Linked DNA regions of Sus scrofa: regions 2 and 3 are each linked to region 1. Evidence: chromatin contacts called from public Hi-C data. All regions are on one chromosome and are shown on one strand. The core of a region is the stretch at or near the end of the contact, and the rest is flanking DNA. Distances in the headings are between cores, read along the strand shown. Region 1 has its middle 150 kb from the start of CHIC2. Region 2 overlaps SCFD2 (sec1 family domain-containing protein 2). Region 3 overlaps SCFD2 (sec1 family domain-containing protein 2).

Evidence for each region. Hi-C and Micro-C count contacts between places; a contact is called where the count stands out from the background.
Region 2: a contact with region 1 is called in a Hi-C map of retroperitoneal adipose tissue, with 2.0 times the contacts expected there. The contact joins two enhancer-like sites. A contact is called at or near these places in 4 of 47 Hi-C or Micro-C datasets (embryonic fibroblasts, heart right ventricle, mesenteric adipose tissue and 1 more).
Region 3: a contact with region 1 is called in a Hi-C map of retroperitoneal adipose tissue, with 2.2 times the contacts expected there. The contact joins two enhancer-like sites. A contact is called at or near these places in 11 of 47 Hi-C or Micro-C datasets (embryonic fibroblasts, epiblast stem cells, fetal heart ventricle and 7 more).

Annotation. Positions count from the first base shown.
Region 1 is chr8:40,698,517-40,702,052 of Sscrofa11.1, forward strand. No RefSeq gene overlaps it. Among named protein-coding and RNA genes, the nearest start is that of CHIC2, 150 kb to the right of the region's middle. Within about 2 kb of position 2,220, at least 7 of the 83 cell types and tissues checked have an H3K27ac peak or open chromatin away from gene starts, as enhancers often do. A contact at or near this core is called in retroperitoneal adipose tissue, where this site is marked.
Region 2 is chr8:40,086,615-40,090,034 of Sscrofa11.1, forward strand. The region is part of intron 3 of SCFD2 (sec1 family domain-containing protein 2); the gene reads right to left. Among named protein-coding and RNA genes, the nearest start is that of SCFD2, 58 kb to the right of the region's middle. Within about 2 kb of position 1,272, at least 4 of the 83 cell types and tissues checked have an H3K27ac peak or open chromatin away from gene starts, as enhancers often do. A contact at or near this core is called in retroperitoneal adipose tissue, where this site is marked.
Region 3 is chr8:39,867,405-39,870,994 of Sscrofa11.1, forward strand. All of the region lies in intron 5 of SCFD2 (sec1 family domain-containing protein 2), which reads right to left. Among named protein-coding and RNA genes, the nearest start is that of RASL11B, 170 kb to the left of the region's middle. Within about 2 kb of position 1,372, at least 26 of the 83 cell types and tissues checked have an H3K27ac peak or open chromatin away from gene starts, as enhancers often do. A contact at or near this core is called in retroperitoneal adipose tissue, where this site is marked.

The sequences.
Region 1 (3,536 bases), core at 970-3,469:
TGAACAAATCAGAGAACATCGGGTGAGTCTGGACAGCAATAGCCAGGAGGAGTTGCCAGTTTCCTCTTGGCTGAGTTGGACGTTGTGTCCCCCATTTCAAAGGGCTGTTCCTCTGACTAAGGGAAGAAAGGATTTATAGACGTGAATGGGGAGTTCCCGTTGTGGCTCAGCAATAACAAACCCGACTGGTATCCATGAGGATGTGAGTTCGATCCCTGACGCTCTTTAGTGGGTTAAGGATCTACAAGTGCCGTGTAGGTCACAGTCACGATTGCTGTGGCTGTGGCGCTGGCTGGCAGCTGCAGCTTCAATTCAATCCCTAGCCTGGGACCCTCCATATGCCACAGGTGCGGCCCTAAAAAAAAACAAACAAACAAACAAACAAAAAAGCTCCTCCTTTATCTTCTGTAATTTCGCATCAGCCTCTGCCAGGGTAGAAACCATATTCTAAATTATCGCAGCATCTTCACTCTCTTTAATAACACCTCTAAAAATGAACACACTTTCCTGTGCACCTAGAAAGGACCTGTCAAGGTCTCTTTCATGCTTCCATTCAGGCTTCCCTGATATTTTCAGTACTTTCACGCTGCTGAGTCTAAAAACGTCCTTTCAGGAAGAACTCTACAGTTTACATGATATTTTCATATGCATCGTCTTCTGGAAGGTTCTGAAAAATAAATTCCTAACATCCTTGTAAAGACCTTGCCGCCTTAGTTCACAAAATAGTCACGGAGTCCTCCCTTGAAATGACTGCATTTCCCACACTTTTTCTGTCTTTGTTGACTTAAGTTCAAAGTCAAGCTGGCAAATCTGTTTTGTCAGATGGGAAGCTGGCTGCTCCTGGTTCAGAAAGGCTCTGTGCATAGCTCACTGCGTTCCCCCCACTAACCAGAAGAATCTGCTGTGTTCCCCAGAAGGTAGCAGCGTCATGCTTTATTTATTTAACGCTACCATGGCTTAAGCCAGTCTGCAGAAAATGTCCTAGAACACGGGGACCTCAGGGCTAAGAGGGATTCCTGGACTAGATCTATATCAGCCCATTCCACATTCCCGTGGAAAAGCTAACTGAACAGTCGTTACACTTTATAGGTGCCTACTTGCCCTTTATTCTTTTAGACAATGTGTACATCCAGTGCCAGCACAGAGCAGTCCCTGGCAGCCCAGCCCTATGGTTTTGGTGAAACGGCGGCAGTTGCAGGGGAAATACGGTAACTCACCGGGCTCCACCCGCACTTCCGGGAAGAGCCCTGGATACAACCCTTGAACGCTACCAGGCAGAGAGGCAGCCCTGTGGCATCCTCGCCCTGCTGGGGCCGCTGGTGATTGAAATGTGTTCAAACTGTGGTCAGAGAAGAAGCGTTGGGAGGAAAAGAAGAGAAGGAAGTCTTTCATCACGACGCCTGCTCTTCTCTTGATTATTTCCTGGGACAGTTTGTCCAACACCAGTCCGTTACCCAAATGAGCGGAAATAACACTCTTTAGTTTCCGTTTCCGGTTTCCTTCATGAACTTACACTGTCACCTGGCTTTTCTCCTAATCTTCCCCCCACAGCTCACCTCTGTTGCCAAATGGTCAGAAAGTTCTCTGATGAGTAAAATGTCATGTAAATGCAAACAATTAATATTCAGTATTTCATTCATGGTCCCAATAAAGAAACTTACAAGGATATTATTTTTTTTAATCCCCTTAGCTTTTGACACAAATGTACATTTTCTTGTTGATAAATGGACATCTCCTTCCCTCTAGTATAGCTGTATTGGACTCAAGGACTAAGGATTCCTATTTCCTAAAGAAAGCATATAAACTCAACGTGACTTTTCTCTTAGGTAGCACCCATTTCAATGATGTGCACGGGGACTCTAGAATTTTCTGTAATTTGTTCTGCTTTCCTCATTGGATAATAATTTTTCATAATGAAATCTTTTGGTGTCAGTATTTCCAAAAGATTGCAACACATTGACAGTTCCTTACCAGGCTGCTGTGGGGCTCTATGCAATTAAGTCAGTAAAGACCTGAGTTTCCGATTCCATCTCCGTATATCTGGATGGAAGCCCTCTTGTAGAGGAAGCATTCTGATCACCACCCAGCTGAGAAGTCCCCGCTTGTAATCTGGCTGATTCTAGACACCTGGGCATAGGCCAATGCAAATGCTTCCTCAAAGGCTTTTAGCAGAAAGAAAAACAACTAAACAGATCTGTTTCCTGACTTTGTGCTTTGATGGATATTTTCTGAGTCTTGAACATACTTTACCCCTGATAATTTAGAGATCTACTGTTGGTGAGAGGATACCATGGATAAGAAGAGTCCTGATGTTCCTTTTGTAAGGATAACACCCCTGGCTTGATGAGACAGGACTTGGCAAGAGCATCTTTGCAGGGCTTTTCAAAGAGTTATGGGATTAGGGAAGGTTCCCTGGGACCCATTCCCTACTGCTCCATTCGTGCTGATAATGACTTGATCTCATCATTTTTTCCAAATGACCTGACACAGCACAAGTTCCCTTCGGAGCAGAATGGAGCTGAAGGTCTGTCTCCAGAACTGTCCTGGGAAAGGAAGGACCCAAAGCTGCAGGAACTCGGGCTAAAATTTAAGAACAGAGTGATTCAGTTTGCAGACCACAAACTTGATTTCCTAGAATTTGAAGCCCCAATGAAGTCTCCCCTTTCCCATCAGAACACATCTTTCCTAGGCGCCTTGATGCCTGATTGCATACACAGCAGGTGCACGGACACAGAAGATGATTAATTGATGCACAGAAGCCTCAACAATATGACGTTTAAAGCTTTCAAACCAAATGAAGTGAATTTTTTTTTTCTTTTTAGGGCTGCAAGTGTGGCATATGGAAGTTCCCAGGCTAGGGGTCTAATTGGAGCTGCAGCTGTGCTACAGCCACAGCCACAGCCACAGCAATGCCAGATCCAAGCCTCATCTGTGACCTACACCACAGCTCATGGCAACACCAGATCCTTAACTCACTGAGCGAGGCCAGGGATTGAACCCACACCCTCATGGATACCAGTCGGGTTCTTAACTCACTGAAACACAAGAACTCCCCAAATGAAGTAATTTGCATTCAGGCACAGAGCCAAGAGGGCTCTAACCTGTCCTCATAAGCTCAGGGCCCCCCAGCACCTCTTCTTCCCTCCCCCCGATCTGTGTACCCCGAAGCCCCTCCAAACATAGGCTCACAAGAAAGAAGTCACTACAAATCGTGATTCAGGTCAACCACTCAAAGAGGGCATATAAATTTTTAATTTCCACATAGGCCTTTTAAAAATGTATAAGTCATTCCAAAAACAGAAAGGCCCTTCCCTGCCAGCACTGCTTTGGTCAGTTCAAGTGCTCTGGCAATTTATTCTGTCCACAAAGTCTCTTCCTTCCTATCTCCCAAGACAGTTACAAGAGCTTCATAACCGAATTATTTGAGAAGTTCTCAAGCTACTCAGACGAAACCATCTCTCCCAAGCAAAGGGTTACCCAGTGGGTAGGGAACCTTGGTCCGTTCCTGCTGACACATTGCTTTCTGCCCGGGTTTT
Region 2 (3,420 bases), core at 22-2,521, 610 kb before region 1:
ACCCAGGCAAAAGGTAGGAAACACACCAGTTATTGGAGCACAGAGAATTGTTAACTGGGTTACAGAAAGGTAAAAAAGGAACTCCAAGGTATCACACAGGTAGCAACTGTTGGAAGCAGCTGTCACCAGCAGGGAGGAGGATGGAATTATACCTCTGAGAACAGAGCACTGCCTAGCTGGGCTGGTATATCCAAGGAGGGGGTGCTGTGAAGCTGGTTCTGCAAGTATTGGAAGAACTGCAAACTGAATTCTGTTGCTGCCACAGAAAAGACCTGCCACTGCAGGGGTGAAGAAGTGTGGTTGGCATGGCAGTCACAGGCAGAAGCAAGTCCAGAGGAGGCAGGCAGGATGTGACAAGTTGCCTTTTCCCCTTTCAGGCTTGCAGTTTCCCTCGGGCATCCCTTACTAGCACAGCCCGCCAGGCCACCAGCTGGAAAAGCAGAATGTGGTGTGCAGGGTCTCATCCCCAGCATCAGGAGCACAAGGGTGGGCTGAGATTGAAGAGACAGTTAACAACTGGCACAGTAATCCCGGAAAAGAAACTTAACCTTCTTGAGTCTTAGTGTTCCTTGTCTGTGAAATGAAGCGGGCTGTGGGGAAAGGGTACCAAATTCACAAGACTGCTGGGAGGATTAAATTACACAAACTATGTAAAACTTGTTACAGTACCTGAAACAAAGCAGCTGGTCAGGAATTCCCATTGTGGCCCAGCCAAAACAAATCCAACTAGGAACCATGAGGTTGTGGGTTCCATCCCTGGCCTCACTCAGTAGGTTAAGGATCTGGTGTTGCCGTGAGCTGTGGTCGCAGACGTGGGTCGGATCTGATGCTGCTGTGTCTGTGGAGTAGGCGGGCGGCTCTGATTCGACCCCTAGCCTGGGAACCTCCATATGCCACGGGTGCAGCCCTAAAAAAGCAAAAAAAAAAAAAAAAAAAAAAAACGCAAAAAAAACAAAGTAGCTGTTCAATAATAGTCAATTCCCTTCCTCATTCCTCAAACTGTGGCAACAGCTAATACATGAAGACAAAGATGTGTGAGACTTAACAGTCAGTGTATGTGCCCTATCCAGATGCTCTTACCTCTTATAAATTATCATATATCAGATGGTATGTTGGTCTTATTAGGCTTTACGATATCTATTTTGCAAAGCTTGACAATGTCCACACCTACTCCACATAACACATAGACACACACACACACACACACACACACACACACACACACAGATGTGTGTGGACACATGCTCCCCTTAATCCAAAACGAAAGCAAAAGATAAAAATGTGATCAAAACACGGCTGTTATCCAGCCACAACTAGATAAACTCAAGTACCAGTAAGAAGCAGAGTTATACTGAAAACACTATATATCGAATAAAATTTTAGGGTGTTTTGAGTTATTGCTGTTTCTCAAAGCCAGTATTGCGAAATTGTAAAAGCCGGAAATGACAGTGGGCGTGGCATCGGAGGGAAGCAAAACTCAATAATTTCATCTGTGACTTCATTAAGAGAAGTATGATGGCCAAAAAGAGGCAAAGAACAAGACAGTGTCTTTATTCAGCTCCCGACATCACATTTTAGGATGGACACTAACAAACTAGAGCTATGCCAGCGGCTCAGAACTTGAAAAAATGTGATTGTTAAAGGCTTGTCAGAGTTTCCTTTGTAGCGCAGTAGAAACGAATCTGACTAGGAACCATGAGCTTGCGGGTTCAATCCCTGGCTTCGCTCAGTGGGTTAAGGATCTGGCATTGCCGTGAGCTATGGTGTAGGTCGCAGACGTGGCTCAGATCCTGCGTTGCTGTGGCGTATGCTCGCAGCTACAGCTCCGATTAGACCCCAAACCTTGGAACCTCCATATGCCACAGGTGTGGCATTAAAATTAAAAGAGAAAAAAAAGAAAAAAGGCTTGTCTTTTCAGAAATGCTTGGAAGAATTCATCACACTTAATTTGAAAAAGAAGAACTGATGATGAGTCTACGGAGCTAAAACTCCACTGCCCCACAACAAGGAGAGTAAATTAAGAAGCTGCGCGATGCAATGGATGAGATCATCATCTGGAAATGTAGCCCAAGAGGTTTTCCTGTAAAAATGTGACCACAGAGGTTTGGGAATCTCAGAGATAGCCAAGGTGATTTAGGGGGTGAAGAGAGTCAGGAAGGGGTAACAGAATGTAATGATATGTAAGCTGAAAATGGAAAAAATATTTAGAATTCGGCTAAAAGAATGTGTTATCAAAAGGGAGAGTTTAAGCACAAAGAGGAGAAAAAGAGAAACCAAGCGAAAAGAATGAATAAGTACATTTCCCAGAAAGAAAGGGTAAAATCATCTAACTTGAGTTGATTGTCTGGATTTTACTCCCATCAAACAACCTTCCTATAATACGGCTTCCCATGCAGATTTCCTCAAAGGTAGACTATAACTGCAGCATACTAACTCCGGTTTGCATAACGATCATAACCTTTGCTCTGCTCAGAGGTTTCTTTCTCCTCCGAAATTACAAAATAGCTATCTCCCCCATTCTTATGGGAAAATAAATTGATGTTTGGCCAATGAGCAGCAGAACTGTGATGCACCTCCACATGTAACTGACTTTACACTACTCCATCACAATCAGGAGAGCCTAAAGTTGCAGAAAACAAAGAGATGTCCAAGACAGAGGTGAGAATCTAATACCGAATGTTGCAAAGAATGGGGACTGAGAAAATGCCCTTACATCTAGAGGCCTAGGAAATGTCTCAGCAAAAGAGTGTCAGGAGCCAGACTACACTAGATTAATAAGCAAAAAAATAATAAAGAAACAGAGGCGTCAGGCATATAATACTCTTCCAAGAAATCTGGCTGCAAAACAAAGGAGAGTGTCACAAAAAGATCTGTTTCCCTTCAGCCCTAATAGAGTCTTTCTGCCAGCCAGTAAAGCTGGGGAATACGCCCTTCTGCAGAGAGCTAAGCGTGGGACAAAGGGGTGAAGATCCCCAACCACTGTGTTAATCCAGAGAAACAGATTCTCCGTAAATGGAGAGACTGAGATGGGCATCTTTGACTCATTTCTTCTGTGAATGAAAATTCTGGGTCCCAACAAAAGCGTTTCTTAGAGTCCATTTGTTTTTACTTTCAGAACACATTTTTCATGATGAAAAGCCAGTGGGGGAAAAAAATACAACTCAATTTACGATGTTTTCAAAAAATCACTTTTCTGGAACATATCTATTTCGTGAACTGACAATTTAATAACAGGCTCTTGGAAAGAAGGCATATGTTTATACGTGAAATGATAAAATGAACATTTTTTCTTTCTTTTGGCAATTAAACTTTTTTTCCCCTAAGGGAATGATGCTCATTTCTTTGGGTCTTCATGAAGTTCTAACAGAAACTTACCTTTTACTGAGAAATTTTATATTTAAGAGCAGAGGTTTCAATCAT
Region 3 (3,590 bases), core at 122-2,621, 830 kb before region 1:
AAAGAAAAAAAAAAGGTCTTGAATTCTGATCCTGCCACATTTATCAAGTATGCAGAGGCATCACTCTCACCACTGGTCTCAGCCGTATGTGTACAGGTCACCCACATTACAATTCCCTCAGCCTCCACCCGGGGCCCAGGCAGGACTGTGCCACCCACTTCTGTAAGCCTAGCACAATGCCAAACACATAGAGGGGATCTATAAATGTACACTGAATGATCCACGTGTTTGGTGGGATAAAGTTCAATTCTCAAAACATAGTTAAATGCACCTCTAAAAAAAAGTGTTACCTACATAGCATGTTTCAATGCAGATGACAATTGAATAAGAAAATAGCGGTTGTGAAGCGGGGGGGGGGGTCCCCTGTTCCCTGAAAAGCAGCAGAACTCAGCATTCCCTGCTACTAGGGTAATGGGACTATTTTTTTCCTCTGAGCTTTTAGTGTCCATTGGAAGATTTTACTGGTGTTGTACTGGGTGGCAGATGTTTTGAATAAAAAGTAGACATTACAAGCTAATGATTTAGCAAAACAAACCAAAAGCCAGCAAGTCGGGAGGGAGAAGAGACACTAAGTCAAACTGTCCAGCTTTATTATAGGGTCTACTATTTGCTACCTCGGTTTCTCATTAAGCAAAGCTCAGTATATTTAAGGCAATTTTCAAAGAGTAAGTACAGCAAAACACAGCAATAAAGGCTAACCATACACTCGGATGGTCAGGACACGGACCAAGATTAAGGATTTTATGTCTCTGATCCACCACTGTTGGTCCTTAAACACCTATGATTCATCCAGCATTTCCTGAAGACCTACTTTGTGCCAGGCACTGTGCTGTGCTTTGGAAATACAGAGGTGAGGGACACAACAGCCCTGCCCTGAGGGGATTTATAACCTAGGAAGGGCTGCAGAAAAGTAAGGTAGAGACAGTTATAACTAGTCTAACCTGTGGAAGAAGCAGCATGAATGAGGGCTGACTACCCACGAGAAAGAAAATCTCTCAAAGCCGTGTTGTCCATCTTTGGGTGGTTCAGATAAGTCTCTTTCAGCTCCTCCTCTCATCCCTATGAGAAAAATAGCTCCAGTAGAATGTCCGCTAAGAGTGGCTCATCTTCCAAGATGTGCTCTCAGGAGCTTCGTATTCACAGCAAGTCGTCAAATAATACGGTTATGAAACTGCATTTTGCCTTTCAAAAGTACGAAGGAGACTGCGGGGTGGGGAATGCAACGCCAACTGGTAAACAGTTGGGATGCTTTCATCCTCCTTCTGTAGTAACTTGTTGAGGCCACAGAGAGGCGCTCTGGGTTAAAGAATGAGTGGGTTTCTATTTCCCACTGCAGTCTTTGCTTCTACCAGGGGCTTTCACAGAGCAACATGGGTTTATCTAACATCAGGAAGGTCAGCAGCTCTTGGAAGAAAGCACATGTTTGTCCTGCACAAAGTACAGATGTTTTTGACTGAAGTTTCAAAATAAATCTCATTTATGCAGGAAGAATTAAATCGAAAGTGGAGACTGCTTCTTCAGGGAGGGGGGCTTCTGTTGCTAAAAATAAGCATTTTTCCATCCCATCACCTCTGGGGGAAGAGGGGATAAAGAAGTAAAGCAAACAAAATGAGAACATTAAACAATAACGACAACAACAAAACCCCTCACAAAATAAAAACACAGCTCTCAGAATAATGAGAACATTTTTGAAAAGGACACACTGCTGGAAGCAGCTCTGACAGTATTCCCCTTGGTGTTGGGTTTGGATGATCCTATTTGAATAGGAACCTTCCTTAAGCTTCATCATGAACCAGTCAATAATCCACTGTTTGTAACATTACAAGTCAGTTGCCATGGAAATAAAACTGTTGTCACAAAATTAGCTTTTTGGTTATCATCCTGGATCGTACAGGAGCAGAAAGCTAGAAAATCGTATCTGTCCTGTGCTAATATTTTCATTTGTTAGGGGGGCAAACAAATCAAGAAATTCTATACAAATTGTATACTGTTATACTATGAATCTTTGAAAAGCCTCCAAAATCTTTACGCAGATTTTTTTTTTTTTTTTTTGTCTTTTTTAGGGCTGCACCCACGGCATATAGAGGTTCCCAGGCTAGGGGTCTAATCGGAGCTGTAGCTGTAGCCGCTGGCCTATACCACAGCCACAGCAATGGCAGATCTGAGCCGTCTGCGACCTACACCATAGCTCATGGCAATGCCAGATCCTCAACCCACTGAGCGAGGCCAGGGATCGAACCTGCAACCTCTTGGTTCCTAGTTGGATTCGTTTCTGCTGCGCCATGATGGGAACTCCTAATTTTTCAATCTCCAGTGCTTCATTGTGCAAAAAAATTATTTTAAGTATCTGTTGTTTATAGGGTTTATGAAATAAGCTACTGCTGAGGTTTCTAATTTTATTTTTTATTATTTTCTTTATTGTTGTACAAAATTTTTATCTAGCTGGAATTCCTGAGCTCTTTAGCTCTCAGTGAGTATTTTACATCTTTGTACTAGACAAAATAAATGAGTCATGTTAGAAATGAGTAAGAGGTTCTGGTTAGAAGACAGGTGGAAAAAAAAATGTATACCTGTCACTCTTGTCACTAATTTTAAGGTAGGTGTGTATGGCTTTTTTTTTTTTTTTTTTCTTTTTTTAAGTCTCTAAGGAAACCTGAGAAAATATGACTCTTTTCCAAGACGGCATTTCAGGACATGCAAAGATGATCAAAATCAGTGCGTTCAGAGGCCGACTGCTGAGGCTCGGGTTGCTGCAGAGGTGTATGTTCGATCCCAGCTTAGCACAGTGGGTTAAAGGACCCAACATTGCTGCAGCTGCAGCTCGAATTCAATCCCTGGCTGGGGAACTTCCATATGCTGTGGGCGTGGCCATTAAAAAAAAAAAAGATCAAAATTTTATCCTCCCTCCTGCTTCCATCCCCATTCCCTTCCCTGAACGAGAGAAGCAGCAAAAGTTCTTGCATAATCCTCATGTTTGGGTGGGCACCACTGAGTAATTATAAAACAATAGGCTATTTTCTGCTTCCTAAAAATAAGGAGGGCAATTATCCAGGGGTAGGGGTGGTTATGCAACGGACCACACTTCACCCACTGGAAATAAACGTGGAAAACATTTCAATCACATATGAAAAAAAAAAAAAAAAGGAGAGAAAAGCTGAGTAAAAACTAGCTAAATAAGAAACACACTGAAATAAAAACATGTGAAATAGTGAAGTAACTCACCCCAATTTATGCTGATGGCAATAATGTTGTTTTGTATCTATATTTAACATGAAAGATGAAAAAGTATGGGTTTTACAAACCTCAATGATTTTTTTTTTTTGCTTTTTAGGGCCGAAGGTATGGCATATGGAGGTTCCCAGGCTAGGAGTCCAATCACAGCTACAGCTGCCAGCCTACACCAGAGCCAGAGCAATGCCAGATCCCAGCCACCCGTGCGACCTACAGCATAGCTCATGGCAACGCCAGATCCTTAACCCACTGAGCAAGGGCAGGGATCGAACCCGCAACCTTATGGTTTCTAGCTGGATTTGTTTCTGCTGCACCATGATGGGAACCCCAATAAAACGTTTTAAAAGTATGTTCCCCAA